Linked DNA regions of Capra hircus: region 2 is linked to region 1. The links are chromatin contacts, called in public Hi-C maps. All regions are on one chromosome and are shown on one strand. Each heading gives the region's core, a stretch centred on a gene start, on an enhancer-like site or on the middle of the called end of the contact. The rest is flanking DNA. Distances are from core to core; before and after follow the strand shown. Region 1 overlaps GRK5 (G protein-coupled receptor kinase 5). Region 2 holds the start of GRK5 (G protein-coupled receptor kinase 5).

Region 1 (4,842 bases), core at 669-3,168:
GGGAAAGTCTTTAAGAAGAAAGAGCAGAACATTAGGTACCAAAGTGAGTATCTCCTGAGAAGGAGAAAAGAAATCACAACGGACACCTACAGCCTTGGGGATTCGGTGCTTGTCACCTGAGACCTCCATTTCCTGGAAGTGCTTGTGCAGACTTGCTTCCTCTCCCACAGAGAACACTTGGTTGCTTCCTGGACTGCAAGTAAGGGGCCCCAGAGCTTCAGCTCCCTCTGCTTTGGGGTGAATTACTTCTGAATGGAGACCACGCCCCCCTGATGGTCAGCAGCAAGCCTCACCTCTCCTTAGAGCGTAAGAGAGGAGCTATGAGACTTGTCATTTTCCCAGCGTCTACCCCAAGGACTTCCAGCCACTAGCTGCCTATCCAGCATGTGTCTCTGCCCTCAGGGGCTGCATCTGGCATGGTGCTCAGGCCACGTGGTCCAGCAGCCTCGTTGCCCACGTGGACACCCGGGGAGGAGCTCGTGTCTGGGCCGAGAGCCACAGGATGGAGTCGTCTGGCCTAGTCAGGCCCGGGAGCCATAGTCTCACAGCCCCTTTGCTTGAGAGCGCTTGGCTGGGCTGGTTCACTTTCCCAACGACCAAGATAACCAAACTCTGCCTTTCCCTTTGGTTCTGTTCTTGTCTGGGGCTCGTTGGTTTGTGCCTGCTGCCTGGCAGGTGTGGAAGACGAACTATTCCAGGTGGACCCAGGTTCTGCGGCCCCTGGCTTCCCCACATGGCACTGAAGGTTTTGATTAAAAGGAGGAAGAATGGGGCTTTCTCTTCCTGTCAGCCAGACCTTAAATCAACCCTGGAGTGAAACGTTGTCCAAGGCTGCCGATCGGCAAACGCGCTCCGTTGTCTGCCGGTTGTGATTGTACAAGCAGGTTTCACTTCCAGCCAGGATTTGGGGGTTGGACTGGGCCCTGCTTTGCCCACCTCCTTCCCGTCCTGCTTTCTTCACCCAATTCCTGTTCCTAGTGTCAGGCAGGCTGGGCTAAGTTAGTTTTTATGGAACTTGGAACCAGCCAACTTGAGTGGGGGGAGAGAAGAGGGAGGGGAGGGGGAGACTTTGGAGGGTCCTCACCACCAGGCCCAGCTCCTGATTTTACATATGGTGAATTTGCCTGGAGTATTGGTGGCAGGTGGCAGATACTTATCTCCCAGTTGTTCAAAGGAGGAATTTACTGGAAGTGGGGGCGGGGGGGGATAGAGTTAAATGAAACCATCAGAGAGACATGGCTCTTCATGGGCTCAGGAACCCATGGCCCCAGGGTGCTTCTCCCAAGGCAGTTCCAGTTTCCCCACCCCCAGCCACCCTCAAGCCTCCAGTCCATAGTTTCCACCCCAAACAAACACTCCAACTGGTTGTAACTAAGAAAATCTCAAAGAACTGATTGACCCAGTTGGCTCAAAGGCAGGAGGTAGACCAGATGACCTCATGAAGGCATTTCTTCTTTGAATGAACATGTGCATACACATTTGGTGAACAAATGTATCAAGCACTGACTGTTTAGTGCACATTGTAAGTTCATTTCAGCAAAGCAGAGTGGAGAGATGGCAGGTTTTGGAGCTGCACAGGCCTGGATTTGAACCTCAGGTCATCTGTTTATGAACTGTTCCGTCTACGGGCATGTAGAGTCCTAGCCGCTCGCCAAGTGCTTTACTCAAGTTCAGATGAGACAGGAATAAACAACATTTCTGCCCCTTGAAGAGCTCCCTAAGGCTCAGCATCCACGAGCCCCACCTAGGGCATCGTTCTGGGAAGTGATGGGAAGTATGAATTTGTGGGAAAAGTCACCTGGAGGGGCCAGTGGCTATCAGCCAGCCCCTCTCCTTAGGCGCCCACAATGCCTATGACCCTGGCTCTGCTAGAGGGTGATTCCCACCCCTGCCCCCGCCCACGGCTGGGCCTGGGCAGCCCTGTGTGCAGAGCTTCCCACCATTGACGTAGATCTCTTCATCAAGGGTCAAGGGGCGGCCAGGGTATGGCTGTGGGAGTGCCCCTCCCTGGTTCCTGTCCTGGAGGAGAAGTGAGTTGGCCTTCCAACAAACAGTTGCCTCCAACCTGGTATGGGTGGGACAGGCAACACCCCCCCACCTCCCCTCTCCCCCCCCCCCGCCCCCCGCTGCCAGAAGCCACCTGTTTGGAAGGAAGGGGACCCATTGAGACCCCTGTCTTCCAGAGTGTCTTGCCTCTCTTGCTCAGCTTTTCCTGAAAACCAGGTCTGTCCACATTGAGAAATTGCAAACAGTGTACATGAGGAATGTCAACTGCCCACATATGAAAACATACACATCATTAAGCCCTAAGTGCTTGCGTCTGGAAATAGAGCGGACAGTCTCCTGGGCTGACCTTTTGCTCACTGATGGAACTGCTGCTAATGAGCAGGGAGCTCCTTGGAGGAATGTTTTCATATAGTGAAGTAAAGCATATGCTCGCCATTAGCTTGAGTGTGTGTGTGTGTGTGTGTACACAACAGTGCAATACAAACAGTGCTCACCAAAACACACAACGTCCACTGCACCTCATTATCCAGCCCCACCAGCCTCCAAAGAAGGCTTGCTCTCCAAGGCAGAGTCACATCCCCACTCCCTATTTGAGAAAGACTATGGCATCCTTGGAGGACCTGTAGAGCTCAGGGATAAAGCTCTCTGACCAGACTGCCTGGGTTTGAATCTTGTCTCTGCTCCCATGCTAGCTGTGTGATCTTGGGCAAGTAACTTAACTTCTCGGGGCCTATTTCTGCATCTATCAGATGGACATGATAAAACTTTTGTTGTTGTTGTTCAGCCGTTCAGTCATGTCTGACTCTTTGCAACCCCATGGACTGCGGCATCCCAGGACTCCCTGTTCATCACCAACTCCTGGAGCCTACTCAAACTCACATTCATTGCGTTGGTGATACCATCCAACCATCTCATCGTCTGTTGTCCCCTTCTCCTCCTGCCCCTAATCCCTCCCAACATCAAAGTCTTTTCCAATATGTCAACTCTTCGCATGAGGTGGCCAGAGTAATGGAGTTTCAGCTTTAGCATCATTCCTTCCAAAGAACACCCAGGACTGATCTCCTTTAGAATGGACTGGTTGGATCTCCTTACAGTCCAAGGGACTCTCAAGAGTCTTCTCCAACACCACAGTTCAAAAGCATCAATTCTTCAGCACTCAGCTGTCTTCACAGTCCAACTCTCACATCCATACATGACCACTGGAAAAACCATAGCCTTGACTAGATGGACCTTTGTTGGCAAAGTAATATCTCTGCTTTTTAATATGCTGTCTAGGTTGGTCATAACTTTCCTTCCAAGGAGTAAGCGTCTTTTAATTTCATGGCTGCAATCACCATCTGCAGTGATTTTGGAGCCCCCAAAAATAAAGTCTAACACTGTTTCCTCTGTTTCCCCATCTATTTCCCATGAAGTGATGGGACCAGATGCCATGATCTTTGTTTTCTGAATGTTGAGCTTTAAGCCAACTTTTTCACTCTCCTCTTTCACTTTCAAGAGGCTCTTTAGTTCCTCTTCACTTTCTGCCATAAGGGTGGTGTCATCTGCATATCTGAGGTTATTGATATTTCTTCCGGCAATCTTGATTCTAGCTTGTGCTTCTTCCAGCCCAGCGTTTCTCACGATGTACTCTGCATGTAAGTTAAATAAGCAGGGTGACAATATACAGCCTTGACGTACTCCTTTTCCTATTTGGAACCAGTCTGTTGTTCCATGTCCAGTTCTAACTGTTGCTTCCTGACCTGCATATCTGAGGTTATTGATATTTCTCCTTGCAATCTTGATTCCAGTTTGTGCTTCATTCAGCCCGGCATGTCACATGATGTATTCTTCATACAGGTTAAATAAGCGTAAAACCTACTTTGAGAGATTAAAAAAGATACCCCATGGAAAGTTCCTAGGACTTAACATAATAGGTGCTCAAGAAATCACAATGATGATGAATGTTGTCAGTGGGAGGTGGGATTGTGCGGAAGGCCCTGCGGGCTCAGAGAATCATTTTGGATGAGGTTGCATTGGGAAAAGGTCCTGAAGACTGCGTAGTGTTTGGACAATGAGCCATGACGGGTGGCAAGGGCTCCTTCCGTGAGAATAGCAAAGGCCTGGTGGCTGGAAAGCCAGAGTTTACCCAGGAAATGAGCGTGCAGTGGGAGCAGAGGGCATGATGGAGAGGCAGGTTGAGGAAGGCCTTTGGGGCTAGATCAAGAAGGCTCTGAACTTGGTCTGTTGGCAGTGGGGCTCATCTCTGCTGTGTGAGGTGGAAAAACTCAACTCTCTTAGGGGCTGTTGTATCCACGTACGAGCAGGTGGTTGCAGAGGCTTGTGAGGGCCTACTGCTAGTTAGTCCAGGCAAAAGAAGAGAATTCTTGAAACATACCAGGGCTGAGATTGCTGTGTGTGCCTGTCCCTGTCTGTGAAGTGGGGACAAGCTGGTTTTGAGTGGGGACAGCAAAGCAGAGGCTGTGTTCTTTCCCTCGAGTGGCTCAGGACACCTGGTTAGAGCCCATCCAGCTCAGATCCACCGGCCCGAACTCTGCCCGCTATGGAGCCCCTCCACTGTTGGGGTGCTCTCCCTGGCCAGTGCCGTGAATCAGAGGGGTCTCTTATCTCCGTTTTTCCATCTGTGCCACGAATGGGGTTACATCAGTGAGGCCCCGAGGCTCTTCCCAGGAGAGCCCTCTGTGTTCTCCCCCTCCTGCTGTATCCTCTGGGCTCCTGGATCTCTAAACAAGTGTTGGGTGTGTATTTCCTGGAGACTCCAGGGATGACAGGAGAGGTGCTCGCTTCGGGATTCTTGGCGGCTGCGGAGGAGGCATTGGAGGGTGGTTTCTGGCCCCA
Region 2 (4,842 bases), core at 1,642-4,141, 190 kb before region 1:
ACCCATTTTTCAAGAGGACTATGAGTCATTAATGCATTTAATGGGAAGGAATGAAGTTATCATGTTGGTGTTATAATCTGGAATGGAAACCTCCCCCCTCCCCTTAATCACTTAGCCAACTGCCTACTTTGCTTTCTTACAATACAGTTTAAGTTTACTCTGGGAGCCAAACAAAACAGCTGCAAGCCAGTTCAGTATGTTGCTTGCCAGAAATTAAGTGCATAGACTCCAAGTCTGATTGCTAGGTTCAAATCGGTAGGTCTTCTTCGGTAGGTCTTCTGTAGGCTTTCTTCTTATTAGTTGTATGACTTTGGGCAAGTTATAAAACGTCTTCTGACCTGGTGACTTTATCTATAAAACGCAGCTTTGTTCTCTACCTCATCTGGACGTTGTGTTCCGTGAAATTAACCATGTAAAGGCTTTTGACGGGGGTGGGGGGGTGTTATCTTCTTTTGGTGGGTTCCAGCATCTTCCTGTGATGGTTGTTCAACAGCTAGTTGCGATTTTGGTGCTCTCGCAGGAGCTGAGCTCACGTCCTTCTACTCTGCCATTTTGAGCTGGAAGCAGGGAGCTCTTCAGTTGCTTTTGTTAGTCAAATAGGTAAAGTTTGGACTGGATCAGGCCTTAAGCTACGGCAAGGGGCAAAATGCCTACTGCAGTTGGTGAGCTCTAGGTGGCGCTAGTGGTAAACAGCCCGGCTGCCAGTTCAGCAGACAGGAGAGACTCTGGGTTCCATACCTGCATGGGGAAGATCCCCTGGAGAAGAGCAGGGCAACCCACTCCAGTATCCTTGCCTGGAGACTCCCACGGACAGTGGAACCTGGCAGGCTACGTTAGGGTTCACAGGGTCGCAAACCTTCGGATATTACTGAAGCGACTTAGTACTCACGTGCACGAGACGCTGCCAGCTCTGCTTCTCTGTCTCTCTGAGAGACTCTGATTGTAAGTTAGGGCTTTCATTGTAAGTAGGTGGCTATGTAGCCAAGACCAAGCCTGGGGTGCTTAGAATAGTAATGCCTAGAGTGGGAGAATCCCAGGGACGGGGGAGCCTGGTGGGCTGCCATCTATGGGGTCGCACAGAATCGGACACGACTGAAGCGACTCAGCAGCAGCAGCAGAGTGGGAGATACCTAAGAAATCATCTGCTCAGCTCCCTGCCTTTTGAAAGGCAAACTGTTATTCCCCCTACTTCGCAGACAAGTGAGGTCCAGGGAGACCCACTGACTCTTGAAAAATGGGTTTGATTCAGGAAGAGTAGGATATGCGAGAACGGGCCCCAGGACTGGACACTAGGGAGTGGTGATGATGGATACACTCCATCAGGAAAAAAGACAATCCTGAGCTGTTAGAATCAGCGACCACCCTAGTTTCCAAGGCCTGAAAAAGTCTATTAATTTCTTTATATTCTCCAATGCATAGTAATTGTTCTCCGTTTCTCTCTGCACCTCCCTGCCACTTCCTGGCAGCCCTGAGGGGTGGAAGGTTTCCTTTTTTTGGGCAGAGAAGGTCCAGAGCCGGCTTCCGCACGGATATCCCGCCCGCAGGGTGCGCAAAAGGCAAAGACCTCAGTTTTTGGGGGTCAGCCCGCCCTTTTCCCAGATAGAACGTTTGTCGCAGGTCCGGAGTGCCCCACCGCCCGTTTCCCCCGGGCCAGGCCTTCGGAGGCAGCAAGGAGGCGACGCTGAGCACAGATCTGGGGCCCGACGTTCTGAGCATACAGTGGAAAGGCACTAAGAGCCCCAAGATGAATAAGCCTGGACTTGGAAAACGAATGTCTAACACAGACTTGGTGCTGTTAACCTACTCATGTTTCTGACCCCGGCGATTCAGTCTGCGTTTTTATTAATATCAATCAGTTGGGTTGGAATGAAGATTCTTGATTCGCGGTCCCGTGTGGTGGAAGGCAGGTTATTAGTAGAACCGGTCCGCATCCCACGCCGGGATCCCCGGAGTCGCAGACGGGTGTCCCGGGGCGCAGAGAAACCTGGGGGTGGACCCGTCGTCCGCGTGGCCCCACCGCCGCGCTTCCATCCCGCGGCCGCCGAGGGGCGCTCAGGCTGCGCGGGTACCGATGCTGCCGCCAGCGCCGAGTCGCCGCCGACTCGCGGATCCCCCTTCGCGCCCTCGGACGAAAAACAAAGTACACCTTTGTCATCCACCGAGCGCGTGTGCGACGGCAGCACCTCGGCCGGCCGCCGCGTGCGGGGCCCGCGGGCATGCCTGGCCGCCTTTGGGCTGCAGCCCCCTGCCCACGTGGGCTTGGCGTGCCCCGGAGAAAGCCGGGGTGCAGGCCCGGCCGGCCTGACCTCCCTTCCATCCCGAGCACGCCACGCGGGGGGCCAGAACCGCCACCAGCTCCTGCCCGGACGCAACGCTTCGCCCCGCCCTCGCCGTGGCCCGTGCACTTCGCTTTCTGGGCATTCGGCAGGGCGGGAAGCGGGCGAGCGGGACCACCCCTCCTCCCCCGGCATGGATATGCGAGAACGGGCCCCAGGACTGGAGTTGGGGGGAGGGGAGCTTCAGCTCCGCCGAGCCGCCTTTGACTCGCTCGCTGCACGCCCCACCGCCTTCCCTCCGAAGGCACGTCCCGGGGCGGTTCTCGGATTCCCGCAGCCGCGCGCCAGTCCCGGCCCCAGCCCAGCGCGCCGGGCCGAACTACAAGTCCCAGCAGGCCCCGCGCCGCGAGGGCCGGAGCGGGAGGCGTGGCTCGGCCCAGCGCCTGCGCAGTGAGGCCGCCCCAGCCTGCGAGTACCACACCCCCGGGACCGACAGAGGGGAGGCAGAAGCATCCGAAGCATTAAAGCATCCGCGGGAGCCCGAGGGGAGGAGAATGGAGTGACAGAGCAGCGCGCAGGGTGGGGGGTGGGGGGGAAACTGTTGAGGGAGGGGGGGAGGGGGGACACAGAGGGAGGAAGAAGCGGCGGCGGCGGCTCCTCTTTGCAGAGGTGGAAACTCCGAGGGATAAGAGCAAAGAATAATGCGGTAGGCTAGGCGGGCTGCTCGCTCCCGGCTCCGGCAAGCAGCGGCAGCAGCCCAAGCAGCGGCAGCAGCAGCAGCGGCAGCACCGTCAGGCGCTGACAGCCCCGCCGGCCGGCTCCCTCGCTGACCGCCGACTGTCAATGGAGCTGGAAAACATCGTGGCCAACACGGTCTTGCTGAAAGCCAGGGAAGGTAAGAGGCAGGGCGGGTGCGTGCCTGGCGCCTTCGCCACGAGCCGGGGTATCGGGCGGGTTGCGGGATGCCCGCAGTGAGTTAGGTCGGGAGCAGGGCACCTCGGAGAGTGCTCGGCAAACGCTTCACGGTTCCTGCCCTTGTGCTCGGGGAACCTGGACTTGGGCAGAGAAGGGGAAACGTCACCTCGAGGTTGCAAGGATTAGGATGCTAAAACAGATTCCCTAGTTTCCAGCTCTAACCTTACCGTGCCGTGCCTTCTCGGCAGCTGTTGAAAGGTCAGTTGGAAAGGCATTCATTCAGGAAGAGATGGGCAAACATGCAAATCAAACAGCTTTTCCGAGTCGGCCCGGGATGGTTCTGTGAGTGAATTCGTGTGTGTGTGTGTGTGTGTGTGTGTGTGTGTGTTGGGGGTGGAGGGGCGCCGGCTGAGTTGATATAGGTTATTGCTGGAAACCATCCGCTGGGAATGTTTCTTAGGGAAATCCCGTCGTGTGGAAGGAAGCCTTTTAAAGGCAAAGTAAGATGTTGAGGAATTAGCCTGTTCACAGAACGAGAGGATGGTTGTGCAAATCATGTAGAAAAGAATACATGATTTCAGGGGTGGTTTTCCCCCCCATTGAGGAGGGAGAGATTAAGTGGATTTTTTTGGGTTTTGGCTTAATTAAGAAAAGAAAGGTAAGTGTGCCATTGCTTAGATGTGTTTTGGATGCAAATTATTAGATTTTCTGCATTAGGTTAGCAGGAAATATCGTCTAAATGGAGTGGGTAAGAAGCTAAGTCGAGACTATAAACGCACTTTTTGACTCTTCCTTGAGATGGAGAGAGGGAAGGGGTGAGAGAGAAAGTGGCCCAGAAACTTAAGATGCTTCCTAAAATGATTCTGTGCGGGTAAGCATACATATTTAGGAACACCTGGAATTTATGTAACATTTCTTTTGCCAAGATTTGAGCTCTGGGTGCAGCCTTTTTATGAAAAGGGAAGTGGTTTTCCCTTTCATGGGAGGAGGCTTTATTTGACACCCAAGGTCGAATGCAGTCTCGGTAAGGTCTTGACTTCAGAAGAGTACAAGGCGAGCAGTCCACGAAAACGCCCTATTTACTTCTTAATATTTTTCATTCACACACTCTGATGAATGAAGGAAGACTTTGCTGGCCAGCAGTAAAACTGTTCATGTTGATCCAGCCGATTCCATCACCTTGTGGCACTGTACACGGGGTGTGAGTAAGTGATGCACAACTCAACAGCTCATGTCGTAATTTCAGCTTCGTTTGTCTCCAAAGCAGCAGCCTGGAAGGTTTGCTTCGGAAACTCCAGCCGAATTGGAAATGTGCAGGTCTGTTCTTCCCATTGCCCAGAGCTTTGGTGTGAACAGACTTTTAACAGAGGCTGTTCCTGGTGACTTCAGTTTCTAAAGCCCGAGTATTTTCTTTTTTCCTAACCCAAAATTTTTAGCAAATTGGACCAAGAGGCTCGTGGGCTGTCTCCTGAACAGGGCAGTGAGTCCTGGAGGGGGAAAAAGCGGAGAGAACAGCCCCCGGCTCACAGCCTTTGCAGCCGCCACCTAGTGGTGGAATGTGGTTGTTCACCTGAGGGCTCGGGGGCTGGGAAACTTTTCCCTCTCCATTCTGAAATTTTTTCCTGGGAAATCATTGGATGTGACGATACTG

The links. Hi-C and Micro-C count contacts between places; a contact is called where the count stands out from the background.
Region 2: a contact with region 1 is called in a Hi-C map of blood, with 4 times the contacts expected there. The contact joins the promoter of GRK5 here to the enhancer-like site in region 1. A contact is called at or near these places in 2 of 5 Hi-C or Micro-C datasets (both in blood).

What each region holds. Positions count from the first base shown.
Region 1 is chr26:12,433,712-12,438,553 of ARS1.2, reverse strand. All of the region lies in intron 4 of GRK5 (G protein-coupled receptor kinase 5), which reads left to right. Among named protein-coding and RNA genes, the nearest start is that of TRNAY-GUA, 4.4 kb to the right of the region's middle. Within about 2 kb of position 1,918, at least 1 of the 5 cell types and tissues checked has an H3K27ac peak or open chromatin away from gene starts, as enhancers often do.
Region 2 is chr26:12,626,658-12,631,499 of ARS1.2, reverse strand. GRK5 (G protein-coupled receptor kinase 5) reads left to right here and starts at 2,891. Exons shown (of 17, transcript XM_005698535.3): 1 at 2,891-3,171. The coding sequence starts at 3,120.